Regions from separate parts of the Mus musculus genome. Here region 1 is linked to region 2. The links are chromatin contacts, called in public HiChIP or PLAC-seq maps. All regions are on one chromosome and are shown on one strand. Each heading gives the region's core, a stretch centred on a gene start, on an enhancer-like site or on the middle of the called end of the contact. The rest is flanking DNA. Distances are from core to core; before and after follow the strand shown. Region 1 overlaps Brdt (bromodomain, testis-specific). Region 2 overlaps Hfm1 (HFM1, ATP-dependent DNA helicase homolog).

Region 1 (5,031 bases), core at 1,550-4,049, 480 kb after region 2:
CCCAGGGAAGGCCTTGAGCTGATCCAGCCTGGGAAGGGCACTGGGGTCTTGATGCTCTTGTTGCCGCTGGTGTTGGGCTCCATGCTACTCTGCTTTGTCTGTAACTCAAATTACAGCTCATCCTTGAGGAGAAGAAAATGGAGATCAAGAAAAACATGGATGGGGACTAGGCTTGTAGCTCAGTGGTAGATTGTATTGTTGGCATATATGAGGTCTCTGGTTTATTTCCCAGTACCCACCACCCTCCAAAATACAAAAGGCCCTACAAACCAGAGAGAAAGAGGCAGGTGCAGATTGTCGAGCCAGCTAAGGCAGGGTGAATTGTGTCCAGAGGGAGAGCATTTGCATCCTGTGAGAAGAATAAGAAGAACATGTAGCTGTCCTAGGTCACAGTTTCTTTCTCAGACTACCATAGCATTTCAACTTTTAATTTTTATGCAACAAGGAACTTCAAACAGAAACATGTCAAACAAACAAAAAGACACCCTCACCCCCCCCCCCTGCAAAAAAGAAAAAAAAAAAAAGAACTACAATACTTTAGGGGATGAGGGAGTAGCTTATTGGTAAAACACTTGCCTGACAGGCATGAGCCTGAGGTTCAGAACCCAGCACTGGGCAAAACAGCAATAAAAAGTTTATAAAGAAAAAATTTGCTGCTTACTAAATTGTGGGTTAAGTTGAAGATACTCTGATTAGTCAGTACCATGGAAGAAAGCTGAGTTTGTCGTCTAAGTCAAAGTTACTACAACCAAAACTAATGCTATGAGCATAGGAAGGTAGTTTTGTAGCAGAAGGTGTAAGGCTTGAGAGGAGATAACCTAACAGCTGGACGGGAAGTACGAGGTAGAGCTCATTTGGCTATGCAGCTGGGTGAGTAAAAGCAGAAATGGGTATCTGGGACTAAAGAGTCTAACATCACTTAAGCATTGCCACAAGCGATTAAGATAAAATGGATGTAATTTAGGAAACCACGAGAAGGAAGGAAGGAAGGAAGGAAGGAAGGAAGGAAGGAAGGAAGGAAGGAAGGACAGAAGGAAGGAAGGAAGGAAGGAAGGAAGGAAGGAAGGAAGGAAGGAAGGAAGGAAGGAAGGACAGAAGGAAGGAAGGAAGGAAGGAAGGAAGGAAGGAAGGAAGGAAGGACAGAAGGAAGGACAGAAGGAAGGAAGGAAGGAAGGAAGGAAGGAAGGAAGGAAGGAAGGAAGAAATAAATATGCAAACTAAGAAGAGTAGTTCTAGGAAAGAAAATGTCAGTAAAGAGATTAACAAATCAAAGCACTGGTCCTGATGCTGCACTGCAGCGTGAGGCTTGTCTAAGCTGGAAGTTTGAGGCCATCCTGATCTTAAAAGAAGAAGAGGAAAAATTAGAAAGACAGGAGACAAAAAGGAAGGAGAGGTAATGAGAGGAGAGAGGGCTGAGAAGGGCCACCACCTGGGCCACTGGCTGCAGAGGCTGCAGTGGACACAGGGACAGAGGGGTCTAAACAGACACTGGCTGCAGAGGCTGCAGTGGACACAGGGACAGAGAGGTCTAAACGGACAGCAGAAGCGCTGCTCTTCCAAGCTTACGTAGGAGTTGTAGCAGCCAGGGTTCTACAAACTGCGTAGACCCTGGTGGATGCCTCAGTGAGGCCAAGGGGAAATAGCTGGGTTATTAACACAAAGACAGAACTTTTTAAAGCAGCCATGAGAGTTATTTTTTTCAGTTGGAAAGGTCCGAATGTTCAAAGGCATTAATAAAGCCCGAGCCAAGTAGGAAGAACCTGCTGCTGTCTAGCGTGCGATTGTGAGCGAGCAAGTGGGGAGATGGTGGCGCCCTTGAAAAGAAGGAAGAGGCTAGAGCGGCGTCTAGATTCCCACTTAACCCTGGCCTTGGCAAGGCAAGCCTGATGCCTAAACCTTCAGAAAGGGGCACCCTGCTGTGGACATCTGAGCTGGACACTGCAGCAGATAAGACTTCCCTGTATGCATTTAGACTGAGCAGTCTGGATGGAAGAACAGAATGTTCAAAAACTTTTAAGAAACTGACCTCAACATGACTGGTTTGATCAACAGGAAATGTAGAAATAAGTATGAACAGGTCGGCAGGGCAGATCACAGAGACCCTAGCAGCTGAAAGGCTTTGGTCTTGGGTGAGAGTGCAGTTAGTAGAAAGCTGATGGAGCTCTGAGCAAAGACGGTGCTTAGGGCAGTTAAACTTCCTGTAAAGGGAGGCTAGGGGTAGCTCTTGTAGAGCAGAAGAGGAGACAATGAGATGTTGTGGTGAGTGCTCCAAAGAGAAAAAAATAAAAGGTTGAAAGACTCTTCTCAGGCAGGCTGAGCACTGCACCCACAAGGCACTTGTGCTGTGTTAGTTATGGTAGGTGGGCCAGCATCGGTTCATGGGAAGGAAGCTCGCAAGGACTAGAGGTGAGGACTCCAGAGAAAGGAGAGCTATGGTATTTGATGTGTCAAGTGATAACTTTTGTGGTCGTGCTGCTCCCAGTTGGACCCTTCCTGCCATCCTAGGCTTCGATGACCCTGTTCTCTTGATTGTCCCACCTCTCTGAATGTTTCCTGCAGTCACCTTTTGGTATGACTGCCTTTAGATAAGGTTGATTGATAGCTTTAACTTTTGTTTTCTTTTGAGACAGGATTGTGCTATGTATATAGCCCACATATTCTCAAACTCATAATCCACCTACCTCAGCGTCCCAAGTGCTGGGGAAACAGGTGCGTGTCACTGCCCCCAGCCAGCTGCTTCCCTTCCTACTTAACCACAGAGCTTCCCACCCAGCCTTGCTGAACAAGTCCTGATCTTCCCCTCAAAGCAGTGTGCTGACCACAGTGAGTCTCGATAGCATGAGACGGAAAGGCTGAGAGACAACCTGATGTAGACTGCATCTGGGAAATCTCTGGGTTTTTTTTTGTTTTTTGTTTTTTCTGTTACTTGCACAATTCAAATGTACCTGGCCCCAGGCATACTTATACAACACTAGAGCATCTTTATTTAAACATCAAGTAACCATTGCAAACCATGTGAAAACAAAATTCTCACTTTTCCTTTTTTGGGTTTTTGAGACAGGGTTTCTCTGTGTAGTCCTGGCTGTCCTGGAACTCACTCTGTAGACCAGGCTGGCCTCGAACTCAGAGATCTGCCTGCCTCTGCCTCCCAAGTGCTGGGATTAAAGGCATACCCGGCCAAATACCCACTTTTCAATCCCCAGATTTTAAAAAGGGTTTTACTTATTATTTTAATTCTTATGTCATATGTGTGTTGTCTGCATGCTTGTCTATGCACCATGTACATGCCTGAAGCCCACAGAGGCTGGAAGACAGGCTTAGCTCCTCTAGAACTAGAGTTATGGATGGTTGTACATCATGTGTGGGTGATGGGAACTGAAAAACAGCCAGTGCCACCTCTGCAGCCTTTCAACATCCAGATCCTAATCTTCCCCTTTTATTTAGTGATAGCAACACTGCTACCTCTTATCAACAAGTTGAGAATCATTCTAGAGTTTCTACTTTCCACACAGACTCTCCTTCCTGCCTAAGTCTGGTGGCAGCTCAGAAGGGTTGTAGTTCTGAACTTTGCTTTCCATTCCACGTGAGTTTAAGAAGTGCACGCGTGTTGAGTGTCCGGGATCTTGTGAAGTTTGGGTGTGTTGGGCTGTCCAGGGTTTAAACGTAAGATCTGTTCTTTAACCCACACACTCCTCCTCTGACAGTGTCACATTCTCTCTCTGTTCTGTTTCTAGCTCTACCCTAACCTCAGCTTGAAGACAAGCATGATTTAGTCAAGGGACTGAAGGGAGGTAGAAGCTTAGATATACATCCCCACAGCATTAGATGATCTAGAATTTTATGAGTTTGGGTCAGCTAATTTTGCTTTTTCTTCTCTGTCCTTTAATCAACCAATCAATACTGGTGAGAGTTCAAACGGGATTGTTGTATTTTGTGTCTCTGTCCTGTCACATCCCCTCCAACTCCACTTGAACATCTCTCTGCATGTCTCCTCCCAATTTCATATCCTCCTCTTTTATTAAAAACCAAATCTGCCAGGCGTGGTGGTGCACGCCTTTAATCCTAGCACTCGGGAGGCAGAGGCAGACGGATTTCTGAGTTCGAGGCCAGCCTGGTCTACAGAGTGAGTTCCAGGACAGCCAGGGCTATACAGAGAAATCCTGTCTCAAAAACAAAACAAAACAAAACAAAAACCAAATCCACAGAGTCCAGTCAGTGTTGATTGCTGTGGGATGCACACTGATGTAGAGCCTCCACTACAGCCTGGGCAACCCACCAGTAGCCATATTGCCAAACAAACAAGGACTCTATCCCCAGAATCCATCAACTGCCAATAGCTAGCTCCTCAGCTAGGTGTGGGGCTTGTGAGCTCCTCAGCTAGGGGTGGGGCTTGTGAGCTCCTCAGGCAGGGGTGGGGCTTGTGAGCTCCTATTCTCCATGATGAAATGCTGACCAGCTTGATCTTGTTCAGATAACTACTGTGAGCTCATGAATGCAACATCCATGTCATGTCTAGAAGACAGCCCTTCATTGTGCTCCTTCCTATCCCCGTCACTGCCTCTTCTGCAGTGCTCCCTGAGAGGGAAATTGGCATGTGTCCCACTTAGAGCTGAGCACTCAGTCATGCATTCTCAGTACTTTGAACAGTTGCATGTCTTTCTGCATTGCTGCCCACTACAAAAAGATTTTCTGACCAAGATTGAGAGCACATATCTATGCACAAAAACATAAATAATGTGAAGACATTATGACCGTTCAACAAAATATCAGTAGGTTCTCCTCTATGATCTTTATCCCCAGCCATGAGCTTTTGACCAAGTTTATACTGCAAGGTATGAATTCCTCCTGTAGAACAGACCTTAGCTACAGTCACCCCCATGCCAGTCACAGCACCAGCTGGCACATTCTGCCTGGTAGGTTGGTATTATAGTATGCATTGTCCTAGGCTCTGCATTTTCATTTTCACATGGACTGTCCTGCCTCCCTAGAAGCCGTACATTGGCTTACCAGGGGAAAAGCAGAATTTTTATG
Region 2 (5,236 bases), core at 828-3,327:
TTTTCCAGACAAGTTTCCTTTTTAAAATAATTTACAAAAATATATTCTTATTTCTTTAGTAACTGATATTTCTCATCAAAATTTATACAATATATATAGATATTAGAAGGAAATACATCTAACCTTGTAATTTTGCTTCAATCCCATCTTTGTTCAATCCAGATGAAAAACCTGTGTGAGTGATTAAATGTTTATTTAAAAAATCGGAGTGTATTTAATTTGTCTTTACAGGTTCAATTTAAATCTCACATTAAAATCGCATCTATATTTCATATAGATTAATAGCAGTTTAATGAGCTTAAAAAGGCTTAACTATTCATAGAACACAACCACTATCTTGAAATCTTTTCAACTGGCTATATTTTGTTTTCTTAATCTGTATTAAGTAATCTGAAACTATTGAGCAAGAACCATGTAGAATCAATTTAAAGATCTATTTTATTATATTTAGTTATGTCTGCATGTCTGTGTGGAGCTAAGTGCACTTGAGGCAGGTATATATAGTCAAAATTTGGAAATGATCTCTACGCCTATCTACAAAATAGTTGGCTGAAATGTGGTGTATTGATACAACTGGGTCTATACTGTAATAACAAAAGGAATTTAAAGCAATCTGTGAACATTATGAATTAAAAGAAACTGAAGAAGAAAAGGAAATACTTCTGTTTACATGAAATTCAAGAAATATAATATAACATGAGCATACTTATAACTTTCCATACTTATGGAAAACCTTCTACATACTGGATGTGGGTATCTGTGTCTATGTGTATATATTTAATTTAACTTTTATACCTAAGATTTCTGTCACTTCCTGTGGTAATACAATATAAAAAATTCACTACAAAATAAATTACTCACAAGGAGGAAGAAGTGCAAATTGCAGCATAGACGAATTTTGCACAACGCTGATAAAAAGATACAAGTATATACCCCGTAGGGAATATGTGAATATAGTACTCCCAAGAACTGCTGGCAACCATGTAAGCCACTAAGGACAATAATTTAGCAATAGGCACTACATTTTAAAATGATGTACCCTCTGACCTAGAAACTTCATATCAACTGGAACTGCTTAGACATGTCAGGTGGGGCTGGTTAAGAGCTCACCTTCTCTTGCAGAGGGTCTGAGTTAGGTTCCCAGCACCCAGGTCAGCAGCTCACACCTGCCTGTAACTCTAGCTCTAAGGGAGGTGGAGACAGGAGGATGACTAGGTGAGAAAGCTAGAGGTGCAGGTTCAGTTAGAAACCATTCCTCAAAGAGGTTCACTGATGACAGAGGAGGACATGTGGTGCTTTCTTCTAGACCCCACTCACCACTACCTATGTATACGTGTATGCTCACACAGACATATACACACAATAAACAAGTAAAATAAATCCTTAGGTATTTATTTTAAAAACAGAATATGTTATGGCTCAGTTTTACCACTCCTCAGTAAATAACCAAGGGATGCATGCCCAGCCTTAGACATTGCTGCATTCCTCACAATAGAAAGAAACTGAACTAGTCTAAATGTTTGCCAACAGATGAACGGATAAAAAAAATGGACATATAGATACAATGGATATTTTTCTAGCCATGAAGAAAAATGAAATCATGAGATATTCAGGAAAATAAATTGTAATGAAGATCATTATGTTAAGAGAAATAAGCCAGACTCGTGTATGTAATCCAGTGTGTGTGTGTGTGTGTGTGTGTGTGTGTGTGTGTGTGTGTGTGTGATGTGAAAGAAGACTCTGAGAAAAGGAGACCTTAAGGATGATGGAGAGGGTAATGGATCAAGTGACATAATGCAGAAGGGAGCATGTTTGTGGGGATCGGAAGGTCCAGTCACAGGGGGCTGTGGAGGGAGGGAAAGCAGTAGGAGGACATAAACATAAGAAAGCACGACAGACACAATGAAAATGTCACAGTGAAGCCTATAACTTCATACACTAGCCTAAAACTTAACAGAAACCCTCCAAAATATACTAGGGAGAAACTACAAAGACAGGTGCAGAACAATAGTGGCATCAGGCTCTGAAGCTGGGAGGCTAGGGCAGGGGATTTCTATGATTCATGGTTTGCCAAGGCCACAAAGCAACTGAACTCAGTTCCTCTCCCCTGCAGGTGGCCAGGACTAACTTGTTTTCAAGTAAGTGACGTGTGACTACAGTTACAAACAAGGAAATGCAGCTTTTATTTAGCCAGCCTGTCTTTTATTACTCTTCCTGCAGGAAGAGAGATGCAGGAAAACTCCACATTGGAAACAGTAAGCCTCAGCCAAGGTTCTGTGCCAGCGTTCTGGGCGAGTCTGCAAGCCCTGCCAGGCCTTCAGGCCACTGCAGCTTGGCTGACGTGCTGCCAGCACCTCAAGAGAGACTCTGACCCAGACCTGCTAGCTGAGACGCTTGGGTTCAGAAACCGCATGAGATAATGAATGTCCGTTGTTCCAAGATATTGTGTTTTAAGCAATTTGTTAGAAAACTAATACAATGGGACATTGTTTGCATAAAATGGAAAATTGTACCTTATTTGCTTTTATTTTATGATTTGCTTTGTGTTCTTACAAATTGGAAAATGAACAGCTACAAATTTAGAATGAGAGGGAAGCTGAATGATAAGTATGAGAAAGATTCAAAAATTTAGAGCTTTAACTTATGTTAATTTAGTTTATGTACTTAATTTTTTTTTCTTCCACTGAGTCTATTTTTAACAGTGTTAACTTTAAAGCTTATTAAAGGACTAGGAGTAGAACAGTGTGCTCTCATTTTGCCTACTCTTACCTCTGAATATACTGGTGACTGCTACTATTTTTTTCTGTTGGTTATTAGTTGTTGGTTATTATTATTCTGTAATCTAATCTTTAACAGTATAAATAAAAACCCTGGTGGTTTGAAAAACAATCACTATATTTCCAGGTCAAAGTAACAAACCATAGTGAGATGGGTTTTTCAGAGCTCTGATATACAGCATTGTTGATCGGATCCAGTCCAGAGCAATGTTCACGTCTGTGATGGTATGCAGCACTATTTCTGCATTTAAATGTTCAATAAGATGTCTGTGCAAACTAATGGAGGGAAAACTCTGCATGATTAATGTGAATTTCAAGAACATAAATTTTACTTTTTAAGCTCTAATAATATACATATTAGTTGCTACTTTAATAATGAAATAAATTTCAAAAATATAAGAAAATCTTTAAAAGGCAGTTAAAGATCTTAAAGAACTGAGGTTTCTCCTTATTTCACAGTTCTCAACATGTTTTTGCAAAGGTCACTGTGGTGACAGTAGTGTAGATTCTATCCTACTTTACCAAAGATAAGTACTTATGGCACACTGAAAACCATCCCAGATATTATTCTCTCTCATTATAAAATAAAAAGGTGTGACAATATTTCTCTTATTAAAAGTTAGTAATTACAAATTTAATTCTTGTAAGTTAATAATTAACGAGACCTTATTACCTTTTTAGGATTTTTTAGAACAAAGATATGTACCATTGTGTGTTAAAAATCACCACTAGATAATTCTGTTGTCTTTAATTCCTAAAATTACATTAGTTTTACAGTTAAATTGTTCTATTTCAAGCAAATGGCCTTAGGAAATCCGCAAACCAATCTCTGTTGTGTACACTAAAGGGAACACACCACACTAGTCTAATTTCCTTTTGGAACTGCTCTGTTACCTGCTCTCTACAGTGTCGTTACAAGCTAGCATCTGCACGTACTTCTCTCTTGTACTTAGTCGAGTCATAATGACTGCAGTAGCTGTAGTGTCAAACTGCAACAGAGCACAAGGTTGGAAAGGTTAGAGCACACAGAGGACAGAGTCTTTCTCTCAGAACTTTCTCATTTCAGGCTGAATTTTAATATTAACAAAAAGTTTAATTTTAAAAAGTCTCCCAAGTATAACTGTAAATATCACTTTTGTTTCAATATAACTTAATTTTGACAATATTAAAGTGAAAATAAATCTTTGTAAACTGAATTAAAAATGTAAGATTTAATGTAATTTTCATATATGCTGATAAGCTAAAGAAAGTCATTCTGAAAGGAGGATCTCACTTAAGAAATGGGATGAAGCTGGGCAGTGGTGGCGCACGCCTTTAATCCCAGCACTCGGGAGGCAGAGGCAGGCGGATTTCTGAGTTCAAGGCCAGCCTGTCTACAAAGTGAGTCCAGGACAGCCAGGACTACACAGAGAAACCCTGTCTAAAAAAAAAAAAAAAAAGAAAAGAAAAGAAAGAAATGGGATGAAGAACTATCAGAAGGTGGACTGGATAATGACTGGACTGTAAAAAAAAAGGTTAAAGATAATTTAAACAAAAGAATACATAACATCACAATTAAAGGTATACTAGTAGATAAGTTCTCTTTCATCCTCCAAGTATTGAAGTAAACAAGAAAACAAAAATAAAGTGGGGGAGGGGGAAAAAGGCAGGACTGCAGGCAAGCCTGTAGGGCATTTTCTTAATTAGTAACTGATGGGGTAGGGCTTAGTTCATTGTGGGTGGGGCCACCCCTGGGCTGTGGTCATGGGCTCTATAAGAAAGCAGGCTGAGCAGTAAGCAGCACCCACCCTCCGTGGCCTCTGCATCAGCTCCTGTCTCCAAGTTCCTGCCCTGTGTGAGTTCCTGCCTTGACTTCCACTCATGACAGACTAATGTGGAAGTGTAAACCAAATAAACCCTTTCCCCCCAACTTGCTTTTGATCAAAATGGTATTTTATCACAGAAATAAGAACCCTAACTATAACACCGTATAATTTGATAGATTTCATTTGTCCCTTAAAATTAAAAACTTGTATGACATAACATTTTTATACTTTGAAAATTATTTTCTTCCAGGATGTTCTTTTAGTATCTATACAAATGACTTCCTCATTCAAATACTTGTCAGACATATTTGGAGATAAATATGGATTGACTTTTAATTATAACATTTAATGCTACAACCCTGGGATGTTACATGTTCTGTAACTCACAACAGCCCTTCACAATGAAAAGCTGCCTGTTCAAAATGCCCAGACTACCTGACATGTGGCAGATGCCTATAATCTTAGTATTTAAGAGGCAAAACCAGAAAGACGGCAAGTTTGAGTTCAGCCTTGGCTACTTATAGTGATCCAGTTTCTAAAATAAGCATAAAAATGTCAAAACATCTTTATTCAAATAACAATATAAAGTGGAAAGGCCCTTTAAAATTCCTTTAACAGTACCCTCATCCGCAGAGAGCAGCTTAGACAAAGCTG

What was found. HiChIP or PLAC-seq counts read pairs in DNA pulled down with a chosen protein or histone mark.
Region 1: a contact with region 2 is called in an H3K27ac HiChIP or PLAC-seq map of T-cell acute lymphoblastic leukemia, with 4 times the contacts expected there. The contact joins two enhancer-like sites. A contact is called at or near these places in 3 of 115 datasets of contacts at active chromatin or transcription factors (DN3 thymocytes, T-cell acute lymphoblastic leukemia and embryonic limb bud).

The regions. Positions count from the first base shown.
Region 1 is chr5:107,370,707-107,375,737 of GRCm38.p6, forward strand. All of the region lies in intron 15 of Brdt (bromodomain, testis-specific), which reads left to right. Gm17202 (a long non-coding RNA gene) reads right to left here. Exons shown (of 5, transcript XR_389494.4): 5 at 1-349. Among named protein-coding and RNA genes, the nearest start is that of Ephx4, 30 kb to the right of the region's middle. Within about 2 kb of position 2,800, at least 27 of the 459 cell types and tissues checked have an H3K27ac peak or open chromatin away from gene starts, as enhancers often do. A contact at or near this core is called in DN3 thymocytes and T-cell acute lymphoblastic leukemia, where this site is marked.
Region 2 is chr5:106,889,779-106,895,014 of GRCm38.p6, forward strand. It overlaps Hfm1 (HFM1, ATP-dependent DNA helicase homolog), which reads right to left. Exons shown (of 40, transcript NM_177873.3): 18 at 3,672-3,766; 19 at 2,920-3,053; 20 at 124-171. Among named protein-coding and RNA genes, the nearest start is that of Hfm1, 33 kb to the right of the region's middle. Within about 2 kb of position 2,078, at least 114 of the 459 cell types and tissues checked have an H3K27ac peak or open chromatin away from gene starts, as enhancers often do. A contact at or near this core is called in DN3 thymocytes and T-cell acute lymphoblastic leukemia, where this site is marked.